2 separate regions of the Zea mays genome follow, and region 2 is linked to region 1. A link is a contact called in public Hi-C data. All regions are on one chromosome and are shown on one strand. The core of a region is the stretch at or near the end of the contact, and the rest is flanking DNA. Distances in the headings are between cores, read along the strand shown. Region 1 holds the start of LOC103654613 (pentatricopeptide repeat-containing protein At5g48910). Region 2 holds the start of LOC100381930 (transcription factor LHW).

What was found. A called contact is a pair of places that touch in the nucleus more often than the background predicts.
Region 2: a Hi-C map of leaf shows a contact between it and region 1, with 5 times the contacts expected there. The contact joins the promoter of LOC100381930 here to the promoter of LOC103654613 in region 1. A contact is called at or near these places in 8 of 25 Hi-C or Micro-C datasets (bundle sheath, ear, leaf and 1 more).

What each region holds. Positions count from the first base shown.
Region 1 is chr4:219,088,256-219,094,802 of Zm-B73-REFERENCE-NAM-5.0, reverse strand. It overlaps LOC103654613 (pentatricopeptide repeat-containing protein At5g48910), which reads right to left and starts at 3,902. Exons shown (of 1, transcript XM_020552836.2): 1 at 1,425-3,902. The coding sequence starts at 3,738. The coding sequence ends at 3,154.
Region 2 is chr4:219,240,994-219,247,885 of Zm-B73-REFERENCE-NAM-5.0, reverse strand. LOC100381930 (transcription factor LHW) reads right to left here and starts at 4,839. Exons shown (of 10, transcript XM_008681465.3): 1 at 4,149-4,839; 2 at 3,625-3,792; 3 at 3,454-3,535; 4 at 2,497-2,538; 5 at 2,353-2,412; 6 at 157-1,782; 7 at 1-47. The coding sequence starts at 4,240.

The DNA of each region.
Region 1 (6,547 bases), core at 2,653-5,152:
ACGGATACAGCCGGATACAGGGTCATCCCGTATCCTACCCTAATGTATTTCTCTCGGATACGGGACCGGATACGGGTAGTTAACATTCGGGACGGATACAGGACGGGACCGGGTAATAATCCGGACGGGTAAGAAACGGATAACGGATACTACTCGGGTACGTACCGGATAATTGTTGGGTAGTTCATCCGATGATATTCATTGTCCAACCATCCATAAGTTAAGCAATACATAATCATGTAGATAGATCAGATGTAAAAAAGGAAACCGGTAAAAATTAACATCATGCAGTTCAAAGTTGCTTATCACAAAGACATTGTAGTACCAACACCGCAATATTTAAAATTCATAAAATATTCTAGTTTCACTAAAAAATTGCAAATAAGTTACAAAAACTAATAAACATTTTATATGAAGATAACTCAAGTCCTCGTATGAAAATGATAAAGCGTAGTACTGATTATGTTGAAACTTGGATACTTACACTAATTTCACATGTAACTCATACAAATAAGTGAAAGTGAAAGGAAAGAAACGTGGACATCTTATAGATCTTATGATCCAAACATTTTTTATGGTTACATATGGACATATGTTGTATCTCCGTAAAATTTCACGATTTTTTTAGGCTATTTATGTATTATTAATTTCTTGTCATAGAAAATCATCAAAATACAATTAAATCATTAAAATACTATCTAAACAAAAAATTGATGTATTACAAAGTCGTAGATCTCTTCAAGCTCTACAATTTTCATATAAACTTTATTTTCATCCGATTTCATATGTAAAAGTTATGATTTTATAACTATATTATGCAGAAAAAGAAAAAACGGGTACCCGAATTCCGGGTACCCGTATCCGACCCGGGATTTCCGGGTACCGACCGGGTATTAGTGATTCCGTATCCTACCCGTATCCGAGGTTCAATATCCGGGTAATACCCGTATCCGTCCCGACAAACAAAATACTCGTATCCGTATCCGAAATTACATCCCGTTTTGGTACCCGTATCCGATACCCGTTCCGGGTACCCGTCCCGTTTTCATCCCTAGTGGCAGCAGTCGGCATATGCTACGGAGTTGGTGGTGTTGTTGTGTCGCTTCGGCGGGTCTAGGGCTGGGAAGACACTCACATTCTCTCGCCCTTCTCAGATTGACGCCTGGTGCGGGTGGCTCTCGGTTTGGAGCTGCTCCGGCTGAACTTCTTTTTTCCGTTTGCGTGCTCTCTCCCTATATATCTAGCGGTATACTATCTATGTCGCCTCTAGATGCCCAGGTCTTCGTCGTGTTCTTCTCCGGCAACGAATAGGCATGTCCGCCTCTTCCATTCTCTTCCTGCTCTACATTCTAATTATTTATAATTAAAGAAAAAAAAGTAAAAAAACTGATATTCGAATAAGTATCCGTTTACCTCCATGTATATATTGTAAAAAGAGAATTCAGCATTCTTTCTCTAAAATTTGGCAGAAAATATCAGCGTAGAATAACTCTGACCTATCACATATTCACAGCAAGACAAAGAAGTTACATATCTTGGCATGTTCCGCATGTACAAGCAGATTAGCATAGAGCCAAGTCCCTAATTGGAGTTCGGCACGTCACCTGAGTTGGAACCTTGCACGCTCGGCAGTGGTGCCCTAGACTCCAAGTAAAAGACCGAAAGCAACAGCCATTATTGCCGTGCGCTGTTCTTGGCAGACAGCCAAGATGCGAACGCCACTGCGGCACCGGGGATCCGAATCTGATACAGTCCTCGAGCCTATACTTGTAGCCTGTACAAGTAAGTGCATGGCGACAGGTTCTACGTCAGACGCCACTACGGTGGTCGGACTCGCCTTGAAGCTTCAGCTAGCTGCCAACCTCTGTTCTGACCTGACCTCTGGATGCCTCTCCCTTTCAGAGATCAGCATCGGCGTAAAAATGACTGGCACAGGAGAGAGCCGCACTGCCAGCCACGGAACTGTCGATCTATCATTGCTGGACATGAAAAATGCCACGGAAAATTCCCTTCGTAGGAGTTGCATTGGATACAAGGAAGGGCAAAGATGCTGGTGCTTATGCGTATATCCGTTTCTTCTGCCTGCTAATTTGTTGGCCTTAGCCGATTAGTCTGCAGTCAGCACGAATCCAGGATCAGAATCTGTAAAATACCCTACCCTGGCCCACCAACTTTTACAAGTCTATTACAGCCACCATATGTGATTTATCCCAACGATGTGAAGTCTGAAGTGCTCCAATCACAGGCCAGGCTTAGTGTCAACTCCAAGCATATGTGCAGAGCGTGCAGTATCTGCAACCCCTGCTACTGTGTGGCCCACGTTTCAAACTTGCTATTTGAAATTCCTAGGCCCAACTTTGGATTCTGTCACAGACACACAGCCATATCCTAATTATCAGAAGAATCTTAAGAGCTCCAGTCAGATGACATCCTTCATATGTGTTAACTTAGGAAGTATGGTACCAAATAAATCTGGATACCAAGATTCTTCCAACAGTGTTAGCAAACACATTCCCTACCATGGAACACGTTGAAAACTCAGCTGCTTCTAGACCTTAATAATTCCAAGCATGCTTCACCACAAGTTCCCAAACATGACAGCAACGACAAATTGGTCGGTTTCATGGAAGTCTCAATCAGACCCGTGTTGCACAAAACTTGACTGAAAGTTGAACTTTGTAACCAAGTATCCATGTTTCACAGGTTCTATGGCTGCACTGCTAGCTACAGCAAATTGATATGATAATAATTTGCAGTCTGAGACAAGAAAATTGGCATTACAATCTCCATACACACCTCGTGGGCATTGGTTTGAGGCATTTGTTGCATTCAGGCGCAATGTCCATGCAAATGCCAGAACTGACCTGAAGACGTTGCCACCCACAACAGACACAGTCAGTCAACGAATCAACAGACAGACTTCTGATTTTACTAGCCAGGAGGGGCTCTTGCTGCATGAATGACTGAAAACATACAATGCACTTACAAGCAACGCTACCACATTGCCATCTATGGAGTATTTCTTAGTCCGATTCGTGTCCAAGCAAGCAATCCACCCAAAAGATGCATGGCGATGGATGATCATTTCAGATCAGAGGTCTGAACTGCGCTTCAAGTCTTCAACTGATGATGCATTAGTCAGACCGCGAGTTTTCACGCAACGGCATACCGGCGCATGAGCCCGGCCACCCGCTCGGCAACGTCAACCCGGCCGTGCACGCGGCACGCGGTGAGGAGCGCCGCCAAGATGACCCTGTCCGGGCGCGCCTCCATCCCGGCCACGAGTCTCTCGGCCTCCTCCACCTCCCCGACGCGCCCCAGCATCTCCACCATGCACGTGTAGTGCTGCAGCGCGGGGCGGGGTACCCTCGCGAACACGCGCCTCCCCTCGGCCACCATCCCTGCGCGCGCGCACGCCGCCAGGAGCACCGTCACCGCCCTGTCGTCCACCCCTGCCTCCGGGACATTTAGCAGATCCAGAGCCTCCGCGCACCGGCCGTGCGCCGAGAGCGCGCCGGCGAGCGCGGTGCGGGACGAGAGCGTTGGGGGCGTTTCGTCGAACAGGGCGCGCGCGGAGTCGAGGTCCCCGCAGGCGGAGTAGCCTTGGATGAGGGACGACGCGAGGAGGGCGGGGACTCCGCGGCGGAGCACGGCGGCGTGGAGGGAAGCCACCAGCGGCAGGGACGGCAGGGCTGATGCCCGGCGGAGGAACGCAGCGTAGCGCCCCTGCAACCGCATTGATGGATACAGGATGCTGTTGGCACGGACATTTGCCCTGTTTTGCTTGCGCAAAGATAAAGGGGTTAAAAATGTTGTGGTCGGCCCATGGGCTATTAGTGGCCCGTGGATTGGACCAATAGCAATAGTATGAAAAAGACTATGGAGCTGCTTGAAATTCAAATAGCTTGTCCAACAGTTTGCAAAACTCAATTTTAAGGGCCAGTTTATAAACTTAAATCATTTTCAGGATTTCCGGGGATTAAATAGAAAATTAGCTTAAATTTTTCTCTTAATCCCTAGGAATACCTGAGGGGATTTGAATTTCCAAACTAGTCCTAATATTGATTTTTTACCTGATAAAAAAAGTCACTTTCCAACGACTCGTTGTCTCAACTCTTGATCTTTTTTACTTAAAAAATCAATCCAATCACGTGTAAATAAACGCGTATGTAACAATAAACCAATCGTGACAAGAAAGAATTTGGAAAAGTGTCGGTGTTTCGGACCCAGTGGACCCTTAACCGACTAGTGAATTTTATGTTGCGTGTCCCTGCCCGGATGGATTGATGCAAAATGAAACACAAGGTTTATCCTGGTTCGGGCTAAGAATGCCCTACTTCCAGCAGAGAGAGGATGAGGCTTATATTATCTTGCACCGGGGTGCTTATAGTAGGGTTTACAAGCTTCGCGAGAGAGAACGGATCCCAGATCTCTTGAGAGGTCTAGTGTTGTGGAGAGGAGGTTGGCCCTGAGGTGTTTTTTGTTGATGTTGGGTGAGCCGTCTGGGTGAGCTTTCGAAGCTTGCCTTGGGAAGGCCCTGGGCATCTCCTTTTATAGGTATAAGGAGGTGACCCAGCTGTACATATGGGGGTGTAGCTATGCGCTAACGTGGACGACGGAGAAGTGCTTGAGCCCTGTTGAAGCGTGGCCAGCGGCGCGGCCCCAGGTCCTGACCCCTGTAGCGGCGCGGTCGGCTCCGCCGAGTTGAAGGCCTGGTCGTCGAGGTGGCCTTGAAGTTTGTGTCCTGCTGACGTTTCTCTGACTTTGTAGAGAGCTGAGGACAGTCGACGTCATGGGCGCATGTCGGGAATCATCATTACCTGTTACTGGAGTAATTTGATGTGACACCGGTCTTGTTCCTTCATAGCCTGAGGTGGCTAGCTATGGGTAGGATAGTGTTATATTCCCTGTTCGCGTAGTCGGTCCGAGGCCGTCTTGGGCGAGGCGGTGATTTCTCCCGAAGCCGAGGCCTAGGTCGGGCGAGGCGAAGACCTCCTTCCGAGGCCTGGGTCGGGCGTGGTGACGATTCCTCCCGAAGCCGAGGCTAGGGCCGAGGCCTGGGTCGGGCAAGGCGGAACTCCCTTGTTGCGCCCGAGGCTGAACTCGGGAGAGACAGTAACTTACTGTTGTTAGTCTTACCCCGGTGGTTGGCACAGTGGTCGGAACGGGGTGAATAGTGTCGTTATCCTGTCATAACGATCAGTGAAAGGGTGAAGTGACTGCGGTCATTTCGATCTTGCCAACCGCGGTGCGCGTGTCGGGATAAGGTGTCAAGTGATCCCTGCATTAAATGCGCACGTGATACGGTCGATGGCAAGGCAGTTTGGCCGAGGCCGCTATACAACAAAGTTTACCCGAGTTTTGCCTCGGGCGAGCCGGGGGTGCGCCCTCTGCCTGAGGGGACCCTCGGGCGAGCCGTGAATCCGTACGGGACTACTGTTCTTGCCCGAGGCTGGGCTCGGGTGAGACAGGACCGCGTCTCTTGGTAGACGAGGCCTTGACTTGAACTGTGCTTTCCAGTCTTTATGGTTTGTTTTAAAGATGTTCTTCAGCCATGTTTAGGAGTACTGGGGGTACCCCTGATTATGGTACCCGACAAAAAGAATAAAGAATATTTTTAGAGTTCAAGGACATTTCATTCCCAAGCATCATGACCAACGGCGTGATGCCAAAAACAATAACATCATTTGGTTACATCAAATTTTTTTACATCCAGATATCAAGCTTTAAGCCAAACATTTCTCTAACAGAACAACCAGAACTAAAAAAATCATATAACTAGACCTCATTTTGCCCTACTACACAAGTTCTTTTCTAGCTCTCTTACACGCAGAAGATCATCTCCAAAGCAATCTTATTGCATTTGTCGTATTCTTCAACAACTTCACATCATTCTCCAATTTCACTCTCTCTATAGCTAGACAGTGGATTTGCCGGTTATCGACGGTTACCACCACCTTCCAAAGTAGAAGCTCCAAATTCCTCCATCCTATATGCTAAAACAGATTGCATTCCACAGTTTTCACAATTCCCACATGGTTGCAGCACACACCAAGTTATGCACAAGAATTTTTTTATTACTTAACCACATATTTGAATATGCTAAATATGCAAGCTATCAAACACTCTCCTCCAAATCTGGTTCGCCACTATGCAGTCAAACCATAAATGGTGAATCAATTCATCTTCTAAACAAAACAAAAAGAGATATCCCCTAACTACCAGTATTTTGCTAGATAGTCCTGGGTAAGAGCTTTATTCTGAGATACTAACCAAAGGAAAAATTGGACTAAAGGAGGGATTTTTAAGTCCCAAACTATATACCTATGTGTAACACCCTAAATTTTGGGATAAAAATTTCTTCTCTAATACCTACCAAATTCAGGTGTTACCTCTTTTCTTCTCTCTGTAGTTTTCTTTCTCTTCCATTTAATAGAGGGAGGATTATTTATTTTGGAGATGTATTAATGTTTTAGGAGATTAAACCCTAGGGGGATGTCAAATGTTGCACCATGCTGAGCCTAATCTTTGTTTTTGATTGATGCAC
Region 2 (6,892 bases), core at 3,590-6,089, 150 kb before region 1:
AAAAGCATGTGCTTAACCGTCTTCTCCAACAAACCATCAATGCTACACTATTGACATAAATGTGCAATTGTTAGTACACTGCTGTAGGTAGTTTGTAGATCAGATATATGATTCAAACTTTCAAATTATCATCAGAGAATTCATGCAAGAGCATACCTTTGCCCCATTCGGTACAAGCTCACGAAGCTCTTTAATACGGTCCTGTATCAGCTGCCGGTCCTTAGGTCGTGGCTTAGCACTTTCACCGGGTCGAGATCTCTTGCGATTCGCCTTGCTTGGCGTATCAAGACCTTTGCTGTTAGAAGCTGAAGTACTTTCACATTTCATGTTCTGACCACTCTCAATCCAAAGGCGTATCTGAGACTTGTGCATTCCATTATTTTGGGAAAGACAGTTCTCAGATTTGTCAAAAATACATGGTTGCTTAACAAGCTGTGCCAATTCGTGCTTAATTAGCACTGAAGGAACGCCGGAGGACTCACATCTCTTCAAGTCTATTGAACCAAGATGAGATGTGCTAGGAACATCCGTCAATGCAGTCTTGCAAGAAGCACTATCATCAGGACACTGTTTACTACTTGGATTGACATTTGAGATGACAGCATCCAATAGTTGATCAGTATCAGTTAGTGATAAGATACCAGAATAGTGAAGCTCGTTGTCTAACGAACTGAAAAGGGGTGAGCTATTGAGATATATTGATGATTCAGGGCCATCTCTATCTGAATTCTGAGACTCTGTACCACTCCAGGTGACCAAATCAGACCCAACGTTGTGGGAGAACTGATGAAATTCAGAACCAAGCATATCAAACAAGTCATTATCTGCACCAGGCTCCACTAGCAACGAGGAACCTCTCTCAATGGGCATTCCCGACTCGCATACATCCCTGTTCTTCATTCTCTGAGTGCTTACATTAGCACTTGGATCACTAAATCTATTAATCTTTTGAACTTGCCGTACATTGTTTGACATAATCAATTGATTCTCTTGGTCCATGTTGAAACTGTTAGAAACCTGACCACCAGATTCAGAAGTTGGAACTGAAGGGGTTTGAAATGATCCATTTTCAGGGTTCTCCATTTTCTTATTGAATTCAGAAGATTGGGTGACTTTGAATGGGACAAGAGACTGTTTTTGCTGCAGTGTTCTTGTTGTGTGGTCCAATATTTGACTCGACACACTGGTTGATAAGTTGGCTCTGCTTGCTTTGGCACCTACAGGGAGAAAATCAAAATCCCCAGAACCATTTATATCATTGGATACCATATATCTTCCACGATGCATATTCATGTTTGTAGTTTCGCAGACAGAAGAGTCCTGGCGCACAAGGGATTTTAATATGACATCTCTTGCCAAATCTGCCGATGAATGCACATAATTACTGAACTGTAACTGCCCAATGCTGTTCATCAAGAGTGGCTGCTTTTTAACTGATGCCAAGCTTGGGGAGGTCAAACTTGAGTTCATAACAACACTCTGTAAATTACTTCCAAATTGGTTCTCGCAGAAGGATGCTTGTTGTCTAAACCTAAGGTCAGGCTCAGCATAGACAACGTGCTCTCTAACAGGGTGACCACTCTGTTGTGCAACCTTAAGCAAAGATGCATTCAGCAATGCATTTGGTGGTGTCCTAGTTGACACAGTTGCAGTATCAGGACGTGACTGGCCATGCTGACTTAAAGCGTTTTTAGCCGAAGCAGATGCAGCCATGCTTGAACGGTTGTTTAGCTGAGAACACAACTTCTTTGCAAACATCACAAAATTTATGTTTTCCATAACCTGCCAAAAATCAACCGATTATTTCAATTTCCAAATATTTAGAGAGCATGCAAAACCCTACTACTAACCATCACAGTGAAGTTAAACAATGATTTCACGATCTTTTCTGTTCTTCACAACAATTTCCAACACTAAGCACAAAAAAGGATTCACTATATAGTGGGGAATTTTTATGTGCCAAGGTGTCTAGATGTTCAATCATGAACGAGGATACCAGACTGTGGAGGCATAGATGACATTTTACCACGAAATCAATGGACATTCTGAAATTTATAGTAGGGTAAAGATAGGTCTTCAGATTTGGAGCAGCGTGGCTGAAACATCATGCTTTGTAATTTACATATCCAAAATTTTGAATGGCATATACTCATTTAGCAATGCACTACTGTTTTCTTTTCCACCTTCCATAGCCATCCACAGATGGAGAATTATTTTTCTAGAGCCTTGTGTGATAGTAATGTTCTTTTTATAGAAAATTAGAAATTTCAACTGATAGTGTTCAACAACTCTGACGAATACTTCAAAAAATTCTCTACTTTTGTAGCATGATCTGGAACTGTGAGGCCTTACCAAACCAGCAGAGCCTAACTGCAGGACACCCCGTGGCAGCACAGGAATGATCGCAATTGTCTGCAGCAAGAAGTTTAGAATGAGGTCCAGAAGCAAATGGTGACTATATACTTTTTAACATTTCCAATTCTCAGTCCAACCCACCTGAATGCCAACTCTGAACTGATTGTTCATCTCCGCAGCAACCTATAAAATTGGAAAACTTAGTGTAAAATCTTGACAACCAGGTTACGTAAACACAAAACCCAATTGGACAGAAGATAGTTAAAAGATCAAGATGTTTACAAAAGCGACTTGGTTTAGTCAAAAGACAAACATGGTGTAAGATCTTCACCCTCTTATTTTTTTTCGCATTCATACTCCCTCAATCTCAAAATAGTTAATGTTCTTTTTGAAGAGCCAACCATTTTTAACTTTAGCTAAATATAGGTAGTGTTTGGTTACTAGGGACTAATTTTTAGTCCCTCTATTTTATTCCACTTTAGTCTATAAATTGCAAAATATGGAAACTATAACTCTATTTTAGTTTCCATATTTCACAATTTAGTGACTAAAGTGGAATAAATTAGAGGGACTAAAAATTAGTCTCTAAAACCAAACACCCCCATATACTCCCTCCGTCCCAAATTAAAATTCGTTTTACCTTTTTATCGGATTCATACAATAATCAATGTATGTTCTATATATATGTCTATATTAATAATCATCCATATGAACGTAGACATAAAAATCTAGAGCTAAAACAACTACTATTTTGGGATGGAGGGAGTATTAGAAAATATTAATATTCATAGTTTATATGTAATACAATAAGATAGATCTTTGGATATATTTTTAGGATAAGCTTATTTGGAGATATATTTAGAACAGATGCTTGCGTCACTTGCCACTATTTTTGGTCTAGTGTGAGCGGACCAGAATTAAAGCAGCTCGCTAGCTGACAAAAGTTGAAGGACTGAAGAAGGCTATACCCACAGTGCTTTAAATGAGGTGGCAGCAGCACAATGGAACCAGACAAAACTGAAATTGGGTTCGCATTTATTTCGCTGGAGAATTCTCAGAAGAGGAGAAGCACTCAGCACTCAGCAGTACTGGCCGTACCTCGGAGGAGAGCCCGTGACCATTGGCGGTACCGCGGACGATCCATTGGTGGTTGCCACTGAACGCAGCACGGCCTACGGTCCTGCCAAAACAAAAAACACAGGCGCATCGCGTTCTAAACAAGAGAGACGATGGCCAAACCAAGAAATCGCTGCGGCTGCTTTTGCTTACCCTTGTCCGACGACATGGACCTGCGACGCCATAACGCTGTGAACAAGCGAGCAGATGGTGTTAGCAGCAGGAACAGAGCACCCGGCGTCGCTGGGCAGAGATTCGGAAGGCTCAGATCCGACAGGACATGACGTGTGGCCACAGTAGCCGTCCTCCTGCACCAAATGCCTGTGCATTTCCAGGGGGGGAAATGAGACAGAGGAACCATAACCATGAGGCGATGAGGAGTATGAAATTTGGAGGAAATTGTTCGGCTTTTTTAGCTCAGATATTCCCATCTTCGAAACTTCGAGCGAATTTTCAGAACAGATTAGCAACGAAAACTTGACGGTTGGAAAAAGAATGGTTGAATGAGCACAAAGACCAAAAAATAACTTTTGTTACGAGAACGAGCAGGATACCAGCGAAGAAAAATGAGCACAATGGCAGAAGTCTTAGATTTTTTGTAAGATTCAGCGGGAGGACGAGCTCGAACACAAAAAAACCAAAGAAAATCTGAGGAAACAGTGGAGGCGGCAGCTTACACGGGGTCTGCAGCACCGATGGCCTTCCAGAAGACGGCGTAGGACCACCCGATCTCCTCGCACAGCCGTCGCAGCGCGTCCCCGACCGCCATCTCCGTGCCCCCCGCCCCCTCCCCTCTTCCTCCAGCCGCTCCGCTAGAACCCCGGCGCCCTCAGCGCCAAAACCCTAGCCCCGAGCCCCCGACTCGGATTGCGAGAGAGAGAGAGAGAGAGACGGCGTCCAGTCGCTCGGTCTACGCGCCGCGGCAGCTGGCGCGCCCGGCCTGCTTCGCGCGGAGACCGCCGCCCCTCCACGCAGCTGCCGCCTCCGGAGCACCTACGCGTCCCCTCGCCGCCGGGGCACGGGCAGCAGCCATCACAGGGCGGGGCCAGTGGCCAGCTCCTTTGCCGAGGGGGTGTCGTCGCCCTCCTCGTGAATACAAGACGAGCGCCTCTCACAAGCGGCGGCGGCGGCGGCGCCTGCGATGGCAGCCACGGCTGCGGCGCGCGGACCTCCCGGATTCAGCCTTGTCGCTGGCTGCTGCCTCCACTCCACTCGTGGGGGCGGCGGCTCAGCCTTGCTGCTGCTGCTGCTGGCTGATCTCCACTCTCTATGGTCTGCTCTGCTGCCTCTATTTGCTTGAGAGCTAGCGTCACTGTTGTGTTGTGTGTGTCTCGCTCGCTTTCGTCCGCATTGCTGCTTTGTTTACTTGCCTTCCTTTTCCTTTTCCCTCTTTTTTTTTTCCCTTGCCTTCGCGGCTCCCGAGACAGCCATCATTCCTTCCACAAAGGGCAAAATGGAGAATTACTTTAGATGATGCTTTATAGTTTTATTTGTACCAAATCCATGTTGTGATGACCAGTCTTTTTTTTTGTCTCCGGGCTCCGGGCACATGGCTATACATTAAAATGTCTCTTGTTTCACAGGTAAAAGAGTTATCATAATGTTTTAAAGTAAAATAGAGTTTCTAAATGATATCCTAAACAATTTAAATTATACTGCCTCTCCGTTTTTTTATTTGTCGTAGTTTAGTTAAAAATAAACTAAGGTGCAACAAATATTTAAGAACAAAGGTAGTGGTACCGATTTTTTTTCACAAACTTGTAAAGTATGTCTCTTAAAATTATTGGTCCTATAAGAAGAACACGGCTTGATGGACTAGTTTGACAAATAATCATTAAGTAGAGTCCATAAATTTAATCATTTCTAGACCAAAAGATGCCTTTGTTTATGAGGAGTCCATAAATTAACAGTTGCGCACTTATTCGTCCTAGATTTTGGAGTTGCCACACGCCGGTTGCATATTAGCTACTTTCACTTTTTGCCATCCTTTTGTCTTTACATTAACCCAAGGCACCAGTATCACCGTAGCAGTAAACAAACAAGAATAAACACGGCCGGAAAAACAAGATCGCTGTCGTCGTCGTTGCTGATTTAGGGTTCATGCCTTATTCTAGAATCTCATAATTACCTAAACAACTCCTAAATTTTTGTATTCGATATTGTGCCAGGCCCTCACAATCTCTAGGTCTGTTTGGAAGTAAAGCATCTTTATAGTTTCTAGACAAAATCGTCGTTTTTAGTGATACCATAATATTTTGTGTCATAAGAATAAATTCATGAAACTATATTTCCAAATCCATGGTATTCTAGCTATCATGATATTTTTGGAGTATTGAAAAAAAACTTCACTCCAACATAAAGTTTTTATGGCATGGCTAGCTTTTGCACAATAATACCATGGTTTACAACGCTGTATCCAAACATCGTTTCTCAAAAACCATGGTATTTGGGAGATGACAAAAACTACAGTATTGGCATAGCAATTGTAAGTATAATATTTTATAAAACCATGGTCATAAAAAATATTGTTGCCAAAAGGGGGGGGGGCTTAACTTAAGCTGATAATGAGATTTGTATTAGTTTTTATGCGGTATGGAACTTATCAAAATTAAATCCATAGGGAACCAAACGTCACGTTAATTTATCTGCAATGCTATTTGTCATTTTAATTTCCACCTGTCACCAAAGCTTTATTATAGTACCAGTAGTAGTACACAACTGCCAAAAGTTGCATTGCTCCAAACAAGACAAATACCTGGATAATATAAAGAAGAAAAGAAAAGGAGCAGCGCAATTGGGAATATATGACATGTGTCAGGAGCAGAAAACTAGAGTATTGCTAGTTGCTGCATACTTGTACGCGTCCTGGCCTACACCCTGATCATACCGTGGAGCATTAGCAATGATGGTTACATGGACCTTCAGAAAAAGGCCTTCTTGGAGTGCAAATCATGCGGTCGTGTATGCTTTTGAGGGGCTCGGGTGGGGTGGGGTGGGGGGGGGGGGGGACAGTTTAGATTTTTAACAAATAAAATACTGTAGTATAGTATAGTTTTCCTTGCATAAAGGGCGCGAGGGAAAGTAATAAAGTGTATAGATAAGCCATTCAGACGGCCAATGCTGCGCCTGTGCTAGCTAGCTAGATTGGAGACTTTTTCCAGCAAAGTTGTACTCCATTTAGCGAGTAATTGAGGCTATGCATGGTGATCATTTGATTAGAACCTAATAAATATGGCCAGAGGTTAATTACAATATAATGATAGCTTTCTTCCATTTAAATCGATCTATGTGTTTCAGGGATTTCTGCATTCCAGTTCGAGACCAGCACTTTTCCTGATGATTAAACTAAGACTATGTTTGGAAGCAACTCAGTTCTTTTTATCTTTTAGTCAAGAGAGGCTAGCTTTTTATATTTAAGAAA